Regions from separate parts of the Rattus norvegicus genome. Here region 1 is linked to region 2. The links are chromatin contacts, called in public Hi-C maps. All regions are on one chromosome and are shown on one strand. Each heading gives the region's core, a stretch centred on a gene start, on an enhancer-like site or on the middle of the called end of the contact. The rest is flanking DNA. Distances are from core to core; before and after follow the strand shown.

Region 1 (6,140 bases), core at 108-2,607, 330 kb after region 2:
AGCTGGAGGCAGGAGGATCAGGGGTTCAAGGACAGCCTGGGATATGTAAGAGAGGGGGTCTGGAGGGAGGTATGGAGATTCACTTCCCAGCATGCGACTCGGTGCCAAGAACTGCATAAGATGGCACAATGCCCAACGAATCCTGGTATTTGTGAGGAGGGGCAGGAAGATCAAAAATGTAAGGTCCTTAGCTACATAGTGAGGTCAAGGGCAGTAAAACAATAACAATAACAGAAAGGAAAGGAGGAAAGGGAGGAGGAAAGGGGGAAGAATAAAAGAAAAGAAGCAGATAGAAGGGCCTTTCCAAGTTATGCTATTCTATGGTTCACCGAAGAGGGCAGAACCAAGGGCTTTAAGGTTGTGATGAGGGGAACAGCAAGGACAGAAACCATGACGTTTGTGGATGGGTTGGTGACCCACAGTGGAGATCCTATCAACGCCGCTCTCACTAGGTGCTCAGCCAGATGTGCTGGGCTTCAAAACGAAGACCATCCTTCCCTGGGATGCAGGAGGTAAGACTGAAAGTTCCTGCCTGGCAGAGCAAGCATTGAGGAACACAGCGGTGAAATGCCCATCAAATAGGAAGCCATTTTCTGCGCCCTAGCCAGTACCCACAGAAAAACAGGGCTTGGGAGTTGTATCTGAGGATCGTCTAGTAAAAACAATTTAATAAATGTCTTGGAGACAAGAAAAAAACAACAAATTCTTCACACTCATCTCCCAGAGGATATATTGGTGTAGATTAATGTTTTTCTGTCCCAAGCCTGGCATCTGTCCCAAGCTGGGACTTGGGCTGGTGCTGTCCAGACTGTAGGTATGCACATGTTGGCTGGGATAGTAGCCAAGACGCTGGTTAGGGCACTAGTCATTCTCTTACCGAGCGGCAGGGGGCAGTGTGGCCTTGCAGTTTAGCTACCCAGGCATGGCTCCAGCATGGGAATCACGCTGTGTGTGTGTGTGTGTGTGTGTGTGTGTGTGTGTGTGTGTGTGCGCGCGCGCGCGCGCGAGCTCGAGCTTCTGTGCCTGATCTCTCTCTCTCTCTCCCCCTCTCTCCCTACCCATTCCCACCCCCTCCCTCTCTCTCCCTCTCTCTCTCTCTCTCTCTCTCTCTCTCTCTCTCTCTCACACACACACACACACACACACACACACATCACACATCACACCACACATTATCACAGCCATGAGCTCATTCTGTCCATGTCTGGCAATCTGGGTGGATTCATTTCTCCTCACACTCTGTCCAGTTTCATTTCAAATGACTCATGCATGGTTTTGCTTTTTCCCCCAGGGAGACCCCTGCCCAACCTTCTCAATTAGGCAGTGTTTCCTGATAAGTGGCCCCTTGCCCCACTCCTTCCAGACCACCCGAGATTGGTTCTCCCAGTTTCAAATGCCTAGTGAGTATACAGGACAGGATAAATACCACCACCTTAATCTCTTCCTGCCTATTGTGGGTCCTGCTGCTCACTGTCTATGCATATTTTGCAGCCCTAGACTTGGGAAATGGCAGCAGGGTGGTATTGGGTCCACAGAGTCTAAGACAGCATTGTCACCTGTCTCTCTCAAGCCTGTTGTATTCTCAGAGGATGGCAGTGACATTTCAGGACCCTGAGAATACATGTGAGTCTAGACTCTAAAAAGGATGAGCTGACCATTTCCTTTCCTCTCATGGTTGGTCACTCTGGCAAAGAACCGAGAGGCAGGCTGAGAGAATACCTGTGTAAACATAGGCAACTAGCTGGGTCCTTTCTCAAGGGGACCCGATCTTCCCTTAATTTGGGGGGTTCTGGGCCTGTAAGTGGGCTCAAGCCTAAAGATCCATCAAAGAGCATGACTCAGCTGCTCTGACCTGCCCTTCCACACTCTGCAAAGCTGAGAGATTACCTACACTGGGGAAGGGAAGGTGGTAAGAAAGAGTGTGGATGGAGGAGGGATGAGGAGGAGGAGGGAGAGGGTGTCCCTTTCTCCACTGCTGCCTGTCCCTGGGCACGTGTGCTCTGCCAAACTCAGAGGGCTCAGCTTAGTACCCGATGCTTATTAATAGCTCTTCTATCAGAATTTGCTTTCTATCTACTTAGTGGCTCCTTTGGGCATTGCATTTTGACCAGCCCCAGAAAAGCCCTCTTGTTCCATTTTGGGATACAGGTTTCCTGGACCTCTGTCCCTTAGTGCCCCCTCCCCTGAGCTTCTCCCTCCTTTCTACCTATTTTCAGCAGAGACACAGACACATGTGGCAGATCCTGCATGGGGCTGGGGCCCTCTTCTCCCAGATGCTAGGCTGATTGGTGGCTGTTTGGACAGATATAGTGGGACTGGGTGCTCCTTTGGGAGAGCATAGTAGTACAAGACCCTATATGAAGAAGCAACTCAAAGGTCTGAGAGAGAGGGGACACCTTGGCTTTCCGGTGCTATGGAGCGAGGCTGCTATGGCCCTGGGTGAGCAGCATGCAGGTAACAGTGTGCTGTGGCACTCACCATCTCCTGAAGTCCTGTTGAAGGTGGGACATGGGGTGTATATCCACCTTCTATTGCCATTACCCCATCAATGGAAATAGAAGGCTGGGAAAGCCCTAAGACTTAGATCTGGCATGGCCTTGTGCTAGCATGAGTCCTGCCACCCACATGCCCTCGTGCCCAGGAGATAGGCCAGGGTTCTGAGTTTGACAGGTCACTCAGAGATAGGTTAGCCCCACCTCCCATTGCTGTGATCAGAACTACCCAAAACTAAAGAAAGCAGAACTGTCCCTAGCATCTAAAAGTTGGGTCATCCTCATTAGCAAGCAACTCATCTCCATAGATGTCCAGGGCCGAAACCGGGCCTCTCTGTGCCTGGGCTGCCCGGCTGCTGCCTCCTTCCTCAGCACTTGCTGGGTGGCCAAGGTGCCAGCTCCACTCTCACTGAATATGCATCGCCTGCAGTGCCTGGCGACACCCGTTTACAATCTCACACATCATTTTTCTTGGAAGCAATCTCGTGCCTTTAAATATGTCATCGCTCAGGGTCTCCCGTCTCCTGCTTCTTCCTTGGGGCGGGAGCCAGGCCTCCAGGTGGAAGGTGGAAGTCTCCCTGATGCTGAGCCTCCCACCCCCACCCCCCAATGCTCGGATGGCTGGAGCTGCCTTCTGGGTTCATTTTGCTGCAGAAGCATCATTGGGTGGCTCTGTAGGGTGTGGGAGGGTTCCTAGCAATGGGGAGAGATATGAGTCTCTGACTGCAGTTAAATGGGCCTCTGATTGGGGAAACCAAGGCCCAGAGAGGAACTGATGGGCTCTCCTGACCCCTCACCCAGCCACACACCCACCACATATGGAAGCTTTTCAGTCAGGACAGAGTATATTCACTTGGGTGGTCCACACCCACAGGAGTAACCTGCTTGGCTCTGACCAGTGCGGAGGCTGATGTGATTTTTTTTGCGCTCATTTCCTCCTCTGCTTTCCTTTGGAGCAGTGACAGGTGGCTGAGCAGTTGCTGTGCACAGCTAGACAACCCAGCCTCCCAGAGGAGCTCAAACCTCTCAGACTTGGAGGTCTCCGATCCAGAATCAGCCCTTCTAAGTTCAGAAGGTGCTGGCTGGTAAAGAGGTTTGCCTTCCAGGGCATGGAGTTTGCCCCTGCAAGCCCAGGTCAGGGAGGCACACTAGTGTTAGCCGACCCTGAGTTTCGTTAGCTTGCCTCTGGTGTGTGTGCTGTCACTGTCTTGCACATAAGTGCGTCTCCAGCACCGAAGGTTGACACGTGGTGGGCATGTGTCGGGACCCAATCACTCAGTCCTATTCTCCAGCACTTTGAATCGTCCCTGAATAAGCCGCCCCTCCCCCAATGTCAGGAGACTTGTAAACAGTCTCTTGGGTGTCCTGGGCACTTGTGTTTCTCTGCGTCTTAGTCCAGGTTTGACTTACAGACAATTCAGTCCATGATGATAAGTCACCGCTCTGGGCTTTCACACAGGCCAGTCACCATCCTGGCCAGCGGTCTCCTTCATCTTCCATCCTGTTTGGGGGATGAGGTGTGTCAGTGATATCTGCAGCTAATAGTCAAAAGGCCTCTGAGGACCATATCGTCCCATTGTTAGGTCTAAGTTGGCCACAGCACCGGCTCTGCAGGAATGCATTTTTGGTCTCCCTTCGAGAGGTCGTCTTTCCATTCCTCCAGCCACAGTACCCCAGCTTTAAGCAGTGGCTCCCTCTTGGCAACATTCTCCAGCGAGTGGATTCACGTCCACCCGTCTCTGAAATCTGTGGCTAACGTCACCCCCAAACCACCCAGTCACTACCCCTCAAGCACAGTCGTCAAAGTTTCTAGGCTTTCGAATGTCTTTCCCAGCGGCCAACACCCGGTCCCCAACTGTCAGGAGACACCCCGGAGCTTGCACTTGTGTCCTGGCTGCAGACACCTAGCCCTGGGGTCTAATCTTACTCGTGGTCTCCCGGTCCCGCCCCACCGCTCCTTCTGGCTCCGTTATTCGACCGGGGTTCCCACCGCGCCACGTGCCCAGCCCTCCCCACGGCGCGCCCCAGGCCCGCCCCGCGAGCCGAGCAGCTCCGCCGCAGCGGCGGGCGCGCAGCTCGGGTTTCGGCCCGCCCCCGGCGCCGGCGTGACCCCTCCTCCGGGGCGCGGGCGGGCCGGGCCCAGCTGGCCGGCGCCCCGCCCCGCGGCCGCGGCTGCGGACGCTATAAGAGGGCGGCGGTCGCGGCGCGCCCTGCGCGGAGCCCGGAGCGCGATGGTCAGCCGCCGCGGCGCGGCAAGATGCTGGATGGGTCCCTTCTGGCGCGCTGGCTGGCCGCGGCCTTCGGGCTGACGCTGCTGCTCGCCGCGCTGCGCCCTTCGGCCGCCTACTTCGGGTAGGTGCCCGCGGCGGGCGGCCGCGCGAGGGCGGGCGAGGGCGGCGGGGCCGGACGGGGGCATCGAGCCCGGGACAGCACTCGCCAGGTGCTCGGCGGGGTACACGGGTGGCTTGGAGTTGTTAGTTGGCAGCGAGCGCGCCTCTCGGTCCGCAGGTCGTTGCCCGCCGTGCGCCCTAGAGGTAGAGGGGTCGGTGTCCCCGACGGGCTTGCTGGGGGCCGCGGTCCACCGTGACTCCCGAGTCGCCGCCGCCGCCTTAGGCCGCGGTGTTCCTGCCAAAAGGCTGGAGCCTCCCTGGCCCCTGCCCACTACCCCCCTTCTCTCCTGGAAAAGTTAATTTAACAACAACAAAAAAACACGTACAAAATCCAGATGTTCCTTGCACTGAGCCCCAAAGGGGAGAAAAAAACCCTCCAAGCTGGAGAAATTTATTTTTCTTGTGCTTTCTTCTGGCGCTCGCCCGAGCCTGGCCCCGACCTCAGCCCTCGGGAACACGTCTGGGAGACCTGACCCAGGGGGTAAACGCCGCCACTGTCCCGCGGGGTCGCCGCCCGCACTCGACTGTCTATGCGTTAGCAGTTTTGCCGCGTCGTTGGGCGCGTCTCTTCGCCTTTAGTTCCTTTCGTCCCTCCCTCTCTACTAGCTTTCCCAGGTCTGGGATGCCTGAACCCAGCGATCTTTAGAGGGACACCCATTGCACTTTGAGTTCGCCAAGGTCCCGGGTGGCATCATGCATGGCAGCGCCCCAGCTTTGTCTGCCCTCCCTGCTTATCACCCTCTCATTCCCCCTCTGGGAGCCCTGGTTAGCCCCTCGGGTCGCAACCCTGGTCCTGGGTGCCCTGGACTGCGCCTTGGGCCGCCGCCCTTCGCCGGTCACCTGTTCCCTCGCCCCTGGCTGCAGTGCCGGCTCGCGGCGGTGTGGCCGGCAGAGGGCCCCGTTGGTCTAGGAATCTGGCACCGGCCAGGGCAGGGAGAGGCGGCTGGGCCGAGGAGCCCTGCAGGTGTATCCTGTTCTCAAAGAAAATAAAATATTTTCATGGGAAAATTTCCCTTTGTGTTTTTCTTTCTCCTCCTTTCTCCTCTGTCTGTCCATTTCTTCTGGGTTGTCTTCAGGGTCAGTTCATGTCTCGGTTCCCAGGGTCTCCTCCACCCTGGCTCCCCTGGTCCAACCCCTGGGCCTTGGCCTGGCAAGCCCCTGCACGCCATCTGTGCAGCCCTAAGCCTCACCCGCGGGCAAGAGGGAGGGCTGAGGATGGCCGTCTAGCCACAGGTCCGCGGTGAGTCACAGCAGCCCA
Region 2 (6,900 bases), core at 3,044-5,543:
GTTGAGGCAGTCTGAGGTAGGATCAGGCGAGGTGCTGGAATAGATACTGTAAGGGTCCATGACTCGCCAAAGAATGACACCCCGAACTCAGAGTACACAAAAGCACGAGCTTTATTCTGCACAAGCACGTTAGGGCCCACTGCTTGCCAAGATGGAGATGCCCGGGTGAGCTCACAGCACTAAAAGCACATTAGGGGGAATTCCAGGGAGGGGTGGGTAACCTTATCTTAATTAGTTGCCTCTATCTCTAGGGACATTCCAGAACCATTGTGGAGGTTGGGAGAGCTGGAAACTGTTGCTGGGGAAGCCTAGAAACTGTTTCTGACCATTGCCCTTGCCTCAGGCTAGGTGATGGACAGCTACTGATGTTGGGTTAGTTTCTGATTGGCTGCCCCAGGCCTGGAGCTTTTCCAGTAACTGGCTTGCCTGGATGTGCCCAGTTCTTGGAAATAGAGATCTAGACCTAGTCTCCTGAACTCCCAATTTGAAGCCTGTCATGGAGTCAGTCTGTCTCAGTCCTCTCACTACACCTCACCATCTCAGCATCCTCAAGGTGAATCTTGTCAGGGCTGCTTTTCTGGTGGTTTCTGTGAGCACACAAACTGTCAAAGGTGTGAAAGGAAAATTATACAGATTTAAGGTTTAAAAATATGAAGTTAAAAGAGTATGTTTCAACTCAGGACTAAACACTGTGAAAAGCAAGTCCAGGCAGCCCCGCCCTGCCGCTAGAACTAACAGACCATAAAAGGAAAGGAATGCAGAACAGACCAGGAGTACCTGATCTGACTCACAGGCCACCTGGCAGGAAGAGATAAGCCCCCAGCCCCCGACATCCAGGACGCCCCAAACCTGCCAATGTGTGTAGCTATACCTTATTACCTCATCATGTGAAATAGCCAATCATATGTGAACATGTCTATGTGCCTCGTTTGAATCCACCAATCCCCGTAACTATACATCTGCTTCTGTACGCCCGCTTCTGCTTCCCCACTCCCTATAAAAGCCCCATGCTGGAGCTGCTGGGCGTGCAAGTCTTCCGAAGAGACTGTGTGCCCGCAGGTACCTGTGTTTTCCAATAAACCCTCTTGCTGATTGCATCCGAGTGGACTCGGCTCGGTCATTGGGCGCTTGAGACTCCTCCTGAGGGAAAGGTCCTCTCCGGGGGTCTTTCAGGTGTTATACATTTCCACATTAACATAATGAGTATTCCCCAACAATGTTACCCTGTCTCTGCTGATCTACGGTCACTAGTCCTGTGTCAGCCTTTGCCACTTTTTTTTTGGCATGTTTTAGAAGGCTGGGGCTTCTTTTTTGATTATCTCTAGGAAAACATTGTTTCTGGGAACACCTTGCCTATAATCCCTTTTGAAATGACCTTATTTACCATAATTAAAAATATCCGACATTTTGATTTTTCTTAAAACCTTTCAAGATTTTTTTTTTCTATTTTAAAGTGACATCTGTTTTTGTGTCCATTAATCCTTTGATCTCAAGTCCATCCGACTGTAATTTTAACTTTGGTCTCTCACCATTTATCATAGTTTGCCGCAATATCTGGCTTTTGGTATCTTCAGAATCCCTCTGATCCGTAAGAGCAGCTCTATCTATTAAATGGCTTGCTTGAGTTTTGGGCAGTCTGTTGTATCAGGCTTAGAGTTTTATTCTAAATGTTTTTCGGAAGGAAAACAAATGGCTCAGGTTTTTGGTTGAGCCCAGAGCAGAGCCTGTTTTCAGGTGTTAAGGAGTTGCTCTGCATTTCTTTGGATGACCTGCATTCCCAACCCTTACATCCAGTCGGTTCCTGCCAAGCCTTCCACATTTCAAGGGAAAGTTCCTCCCAGAATCGTGATGACTGAAGAAGGTATCCTTTAGGAACCGTTTGCTTCCAGTCCTTAGGGAACGACAGGCTGGTTCACAGGCTTTTTGTGCTGTGTCTGTGCCAGCATAACTGGACTGTCAGTATTAAACTCTATATCCACAGCAGCTCTTATCCATGTATAAAGTACAGATCTGGACCTTAAATGCCTTTTTGCATTCAGCATTCGCATTTTTAAAAGAGTTAACAATTCAATTAAAATCCCTCTAGTAGTTGGATCTGACCTTGCTTTACTTAGAGCCACAGTTAATCTTTGTAAAAAGCCAGTGGAAGGCATTTGAACCCTGGGTTATCTTTATAAGTGACTGAACTCTACCCTGTTGTTCAACCTCATCCCATGCATGTAAGGTTATTATAAGGCACTGTTTTGGGACAGCATCATCAAGGGAAATCTGTACTCTCAATTCCCAATACGGGGACCTCCCCTTAGTAACTGATCCTTGACAATATCAATGCCTCTTGTCCTATTTTGTGGATTCATGATTGAAGCCTCATCTTTCCATCATGTCAGCCATTGTCACTGAAGGCCAGGCCCTAAGATGGCTGGCATCAAATCTCCAGTGGTTTGGATTACATGATGTTGTGTGGCCCAGTTATTACATAAGGTGAATGTAAGCCACAGATCATTACTGCTTCCTTAAACTTTAAAATCCTGTGCCTCTGTAAGTTCCGACTCAAATTCTTGATAACCCTGTGGATTTCAGGTTTTTTTGTTTTTTTGTTTTTAACAGATAGAGACTGCCCTTTTCAGTCTTGTTACATGCTGGTGCTTGTTACATTCTGGCCTTCCTCTGTCTATCTCACTACCTCTCTCAATTCTAATTTTTTCTAATTTTTTTCCTAAGGCCCATCTCCATTTTTTTTTTATATTTTTCTACTTGTAGCTCTGCTATCTTAGTATTTTCTTCATTTTATTTATAAATCTTTCCAATTTCTCTTCTATGGCTTGTCTCCATTTCTCATATCTCCTCTTGTATCTCTACTACTATAAAAATTTCCTCATTTTCATTTATATTTTTTCTAATTTTCTAAGGCCTATAACCTACCTACAATTCTATCTTCCAGTCTTATCTAAGTCTGTTTTCTTTTGATCTCTTTTTAAAAGGATATATAAAATTTTAACCGTTATTAAAAAAAATAATTTCTATGCTGATGTGTATTGTGAAATTATACGCACTCCAGATGCCCTGTGCCATTTTGTCTCTTTCCACTTTTAACATGGAAAATATTTTTCCCTTTAATCTCTAACTCCGTAAGGACTTCGACTTCCCAATTTTAAATAATCTATCATGTTTTATATTTAGTCTCTTTCCTCTTTTATTTTCAAACTTAATTCCTTACCAGTTCAGAAGTTTGGGGCTTTTTAGTTCCACAGCAGCTGTGGGAAAAAAATGTCTCTTTTGCCCTTTAGTTTGCAGGCTCCACAGACCAGCAAGTGTCTATGGCATTTAACTTCACCCACTCAGCTCAGTTCAGGAGGCTGCCCATTGGTTCCACCTTCTGCTGGCCCTACCCAGGTCTTCCCCAACTGCAGCCTACGGTCTAAAGGCTTTAGGTCTTTATTTGCAGCCACCGGCCGGAAGCCAAGCCTACTTCCCCAGCTCTGGGTCGCAAACTGCGTTTGGCTAGTGCAGCTCTGAGAAGTTGCTCACCTGCGGGACACACCAGAGGCTCGTAGCAAGCCGCTGCCTGACTCTGCAGCCGCGGTAGGACCGCCCGGGCCGCCGCACTACACAGGCTGGGGTGCGTTCCGGCTTGCTACCCGCAGTTGCTCAAGTGCTCAGCCAGCCGCTGCGGGAAATCTTAAAGGAGCCCTGCCTGGCTTTCTAGTTCCCTGCCGCTGTCCAGAACTTTTCTAAATTGCTGACCCCCGCAATGTCGGATGCACTCGCGGCAGAAGTTGTGGCCGGAGTCGGTCATCACCATAAACTTTGGCTGTTTCCTGACTATGGCATAAATTAATCATTCTGTTATTCTATTCTAAGTTCTGTCACATGTAACTGATTACCTGGTCGTCAGTTTTTGCTGCTATCTCCATCGGCTCTTCTGGGGCCTGTGTGGATCCCAGCATCCACCCCGCACCCTCTTTTCCAGCTATCCCACCTTCTAATTGCCTGCCTAAGCTCATTGGCCAATCAGCTTTTTATTGCCAGGCAAATGTTTTTTACACAATGCCCAAGATCACCTACAGAACCCACGGCCAAATTTGGCAGGACCCGGGTCTGGGGGAGCGGGGACACCACCTGCGGAAAACTGTCACCATGAAAATGCGATCTCTTGCACTATAATTCGATCCCATTCCCGAGCCGTGTGGTAAACAGCGACTAATCCAAGACAAAAGCGGGTTCTAAAAGAATAATAAAAGCCAGTTTTCTGCTTCCGCCGCGGTTCCTATTCCGGCGGAAGTCTGCGAGCCCAGTGCCGGAAGTACCCACTACCCAGGAGGCTAAGAGTGCCGCTATCTGCTCCGGGCCCGCTCCTCCTGCGCTCTCTCTGCGGAATAGCTTGATTGCCCCCCGGCACCACGAAGAGCCTGATCCAGGCGCAGCCGCTAGCACCATGGCCGCTCCAGACTTGTCCACCAACCTCCAAGAGGAGGCCACCTGCGCCATCTGCCTTGATTACTTCACCGACCCAGTGATGACTGACTGCGGCCACAACTTCTGCCGGGAGTGCATCCGACGTTGCTGGGGCCAGCCGGAGGGCCCGTACGCGTGCCCCGAGTGCCGCGAGGTGTCGGCGCAGAGGAACCTACGGCCCAACCGCCCGCTCGCCAAAATGGCAGAAATGGCACGGCGCTTGCACCCGCCTTCGCCCGTCCCCCAGGGCGTCTGCGCGGCGCACCGGGAGCCGCTAACCACCTTCTGCGGCGACGACCTCAGCCTGCTGTGCCCCACCTGCGAGCGCTCGGAGCACTGGGCTCACCGGGTGCGACCGCTGCAGGAGGCGGCGGACGACCTCAAGGTGCGTTCCATCGGGTGCAACCGGCCCATGCCTGGTGCGAAGGGATGTCCGGTTATTGCCCTGCCCAGAGTTGAGGGAGTGTGAGTTACAGTTAACTTGATCCTGTAAGGGGGTCAGGATTTAGCCTGTCTTCCAGGATGAGATGCACCGGCATTCTGGGAAAACCAGGTGTTGGTAGTCAGTCCTGACTGAGCTGGGAAAACTTGTGAAGGGGCCTACTGGCAGATCAACAGTTTGGCCTATGTCAGAGTTGATACTTGACCAGTGTGTTACCATCACAGCATGAACTCGGGTAACCAGAATAAACCAGGCACCAAGTCAACTTTGCTTTGGGTTTTAGCACAAAGGTTTGGAGCTTCTAGAGATCGTCCCTGTAATTTTTCCTGTTGTTTGGTCCATACCCGTTTAACAATTGTTGTAGCAGGTTTACCTTCCTGCCACCACAGGCCCCTTGATGGTGCCACAAGTGACATGATAAGCCCCGAAGGGACAACACTAAAGCTACTCTGTTGCCAAAGAAGGAAACCTTTGTCCTCTACCCTGTCAGGTTCACTGAACTTAACAAACTGACTAGACAGATCAGCAGGAAAAGCCACAGCTTAAGTAACACATTAAATTTCTCTTGCATAGGTCTTCACACAAGAAAAGAGAAAGAAAACCAAAGAGGAACAGTTACCCTAGGCCTTTTATCCCAAAAGGTGTGGATCCCAGAAAGAGACCTTGTGAACTGACTAGGAGATAGGCCAAGGGCAGAGAGAATCTCCCTCCTGTAGAGTTGATCTCTGTCTTCTGCATGTTAGGCATCGGTGGCTGTTCAGTGGCCTCACCTCCATAGCCTCACAGGAGCAGATGTGGGTGTGGCGACACCACCTGCTTTCTGGTGACACCCGGAAATCAGCAGATAGCTTTTACCTGTGACCAGTGAGGTCTACAGTGAGCCATTCCTCCACCCACTAGAGCTTGGGATGGGAGTTCTTTAGGCCAGGCTGGCCTACATGGTTTTGGTGACAGGTTCATTCTTGGCCTCTGGCCCCAGGGCCATGAGTGAGTATCCAGAGGGGAACCTTCCATCCTCCAGCAGAACCAAAGAGATGGGAGGAAGGTTCACATAGGCAGGAACTGGCAGCTGAGGGGAGAGCCCAGGCCTATCCCAGGGCCTCCTGGAAGGAAGTCTGCACCCTACCCTAACCAATGGTAGGGTTGCATGCAACTAGTGCTTGAGGCCTTTGCGGACACGTACGCATGCTGCTTCTGCTGCCCAGCCATTTAAACTACCGTTCCTGACTTCAGCATTGAGATAGGGGCTGGCAAGATGGCTCAGGCAGTTAAAAGCTCTTACTGCTTTTCCGGATTGCCTGAGTTCAGTTCCCAGCACTTGTGCTGAGCAGTTCCCAGCTGCCTGTGACTTCAGCTCTAAGGGGATCTGACCTGTCTGGCCTCTGCAGGCATGCACACTTAAGTGCACATGCCACTTGCTGACATACATGAGCAAAATAATGAAAATATTAAAAAAAAAAAAAAAAGAGAAAATGGCTGGATGTGGTTGCTTCTGTCTGATATCCCAGCTACTATAGAGGCTGAAGCAGGAAAATCAAAGTTCAGGGCCTATATAAATTCAAAGCCAGTGTAAGACCCTATTGCAAACTTAAAAAGGGCTAGATGAAACTCCGCGATAAGGCACTTCTTCGAGTACACAAGGTCCAGGGCTCCAGGAGCAAACACTGGAAAGACTCAGGCAGAGCTTGGGGCACAACCAGTAGGTGTACGTGATGATGGGGGTGGATGGATGGGATAGGCCTGAATTTTCAAAAGTAAGGCAGCCTCTGGGATAGGCCTGTGGCTTCTACCACAGCCCCGATGAGGGCTGAGCCCCCATAGCAGCTAGATTTCACCCCTTCTTCCTGAGCTGACTTCAGGATCTCCCCAGCACCTCGCCCAGGCCTGGAGGTGATGAGGATTGGATTGATATCACAGACCCTAGAGGAGACAAGCATGTATAGAGGTGTTTACTATTCCGAGATGCACAAACCTGCAGGAGAGTGGAAAAGGAAACAGGACTG

What was found. A called contact is a pair of places that touch in the nucleus more often than the background predicts.
Region 1: a contact with region 2 is called in a Hi-C map of Schwann cells, with 5 times the contacts expected there. The contact joins the enhancer-like site here to the promoter of Trim11 in region 2. A contact is called at or near these places in 9 of 12 Hi-C or Micro-C datasets (the A7r5 cell line, the Rat2 cell line, Schwann cells and 6 more).

What each region holds. Positions count from the first base shown.
Region 1 is chr10:44,589,029-44,595,168 of GRCr8, forward strand. Wnt9a (Wnt family member 9A) reads left to right here and starts at 4,663. Exons shown (of 4, transcript NM_001105783.2): 1 at 4,663-4,844. The coding sequence starts at 4,750. Within about 2 kb of position 1,358, at least 1 of the 93 cell types and tissues checked has an H3K27ac peak or open chromatin away from gene starts, as enhancers often do.
Region 2 is chr10:44,253,581-44,260,480 of GRCr8, forward strand. It overlaps Trim11 (tripartite motif-containing 11), which reads left to right and starts at 4,294. Exons shown (of 6, transcript NM_001399546.1): 1 at 4,294-4,840. The coding sequence starts at 4,436. LOC102555997 (a long non-coding RNA gene) reads right to left here and starts at 1,252. Exons shown (of 2, transcript XR_005490249.2): 1 at 1-1,252.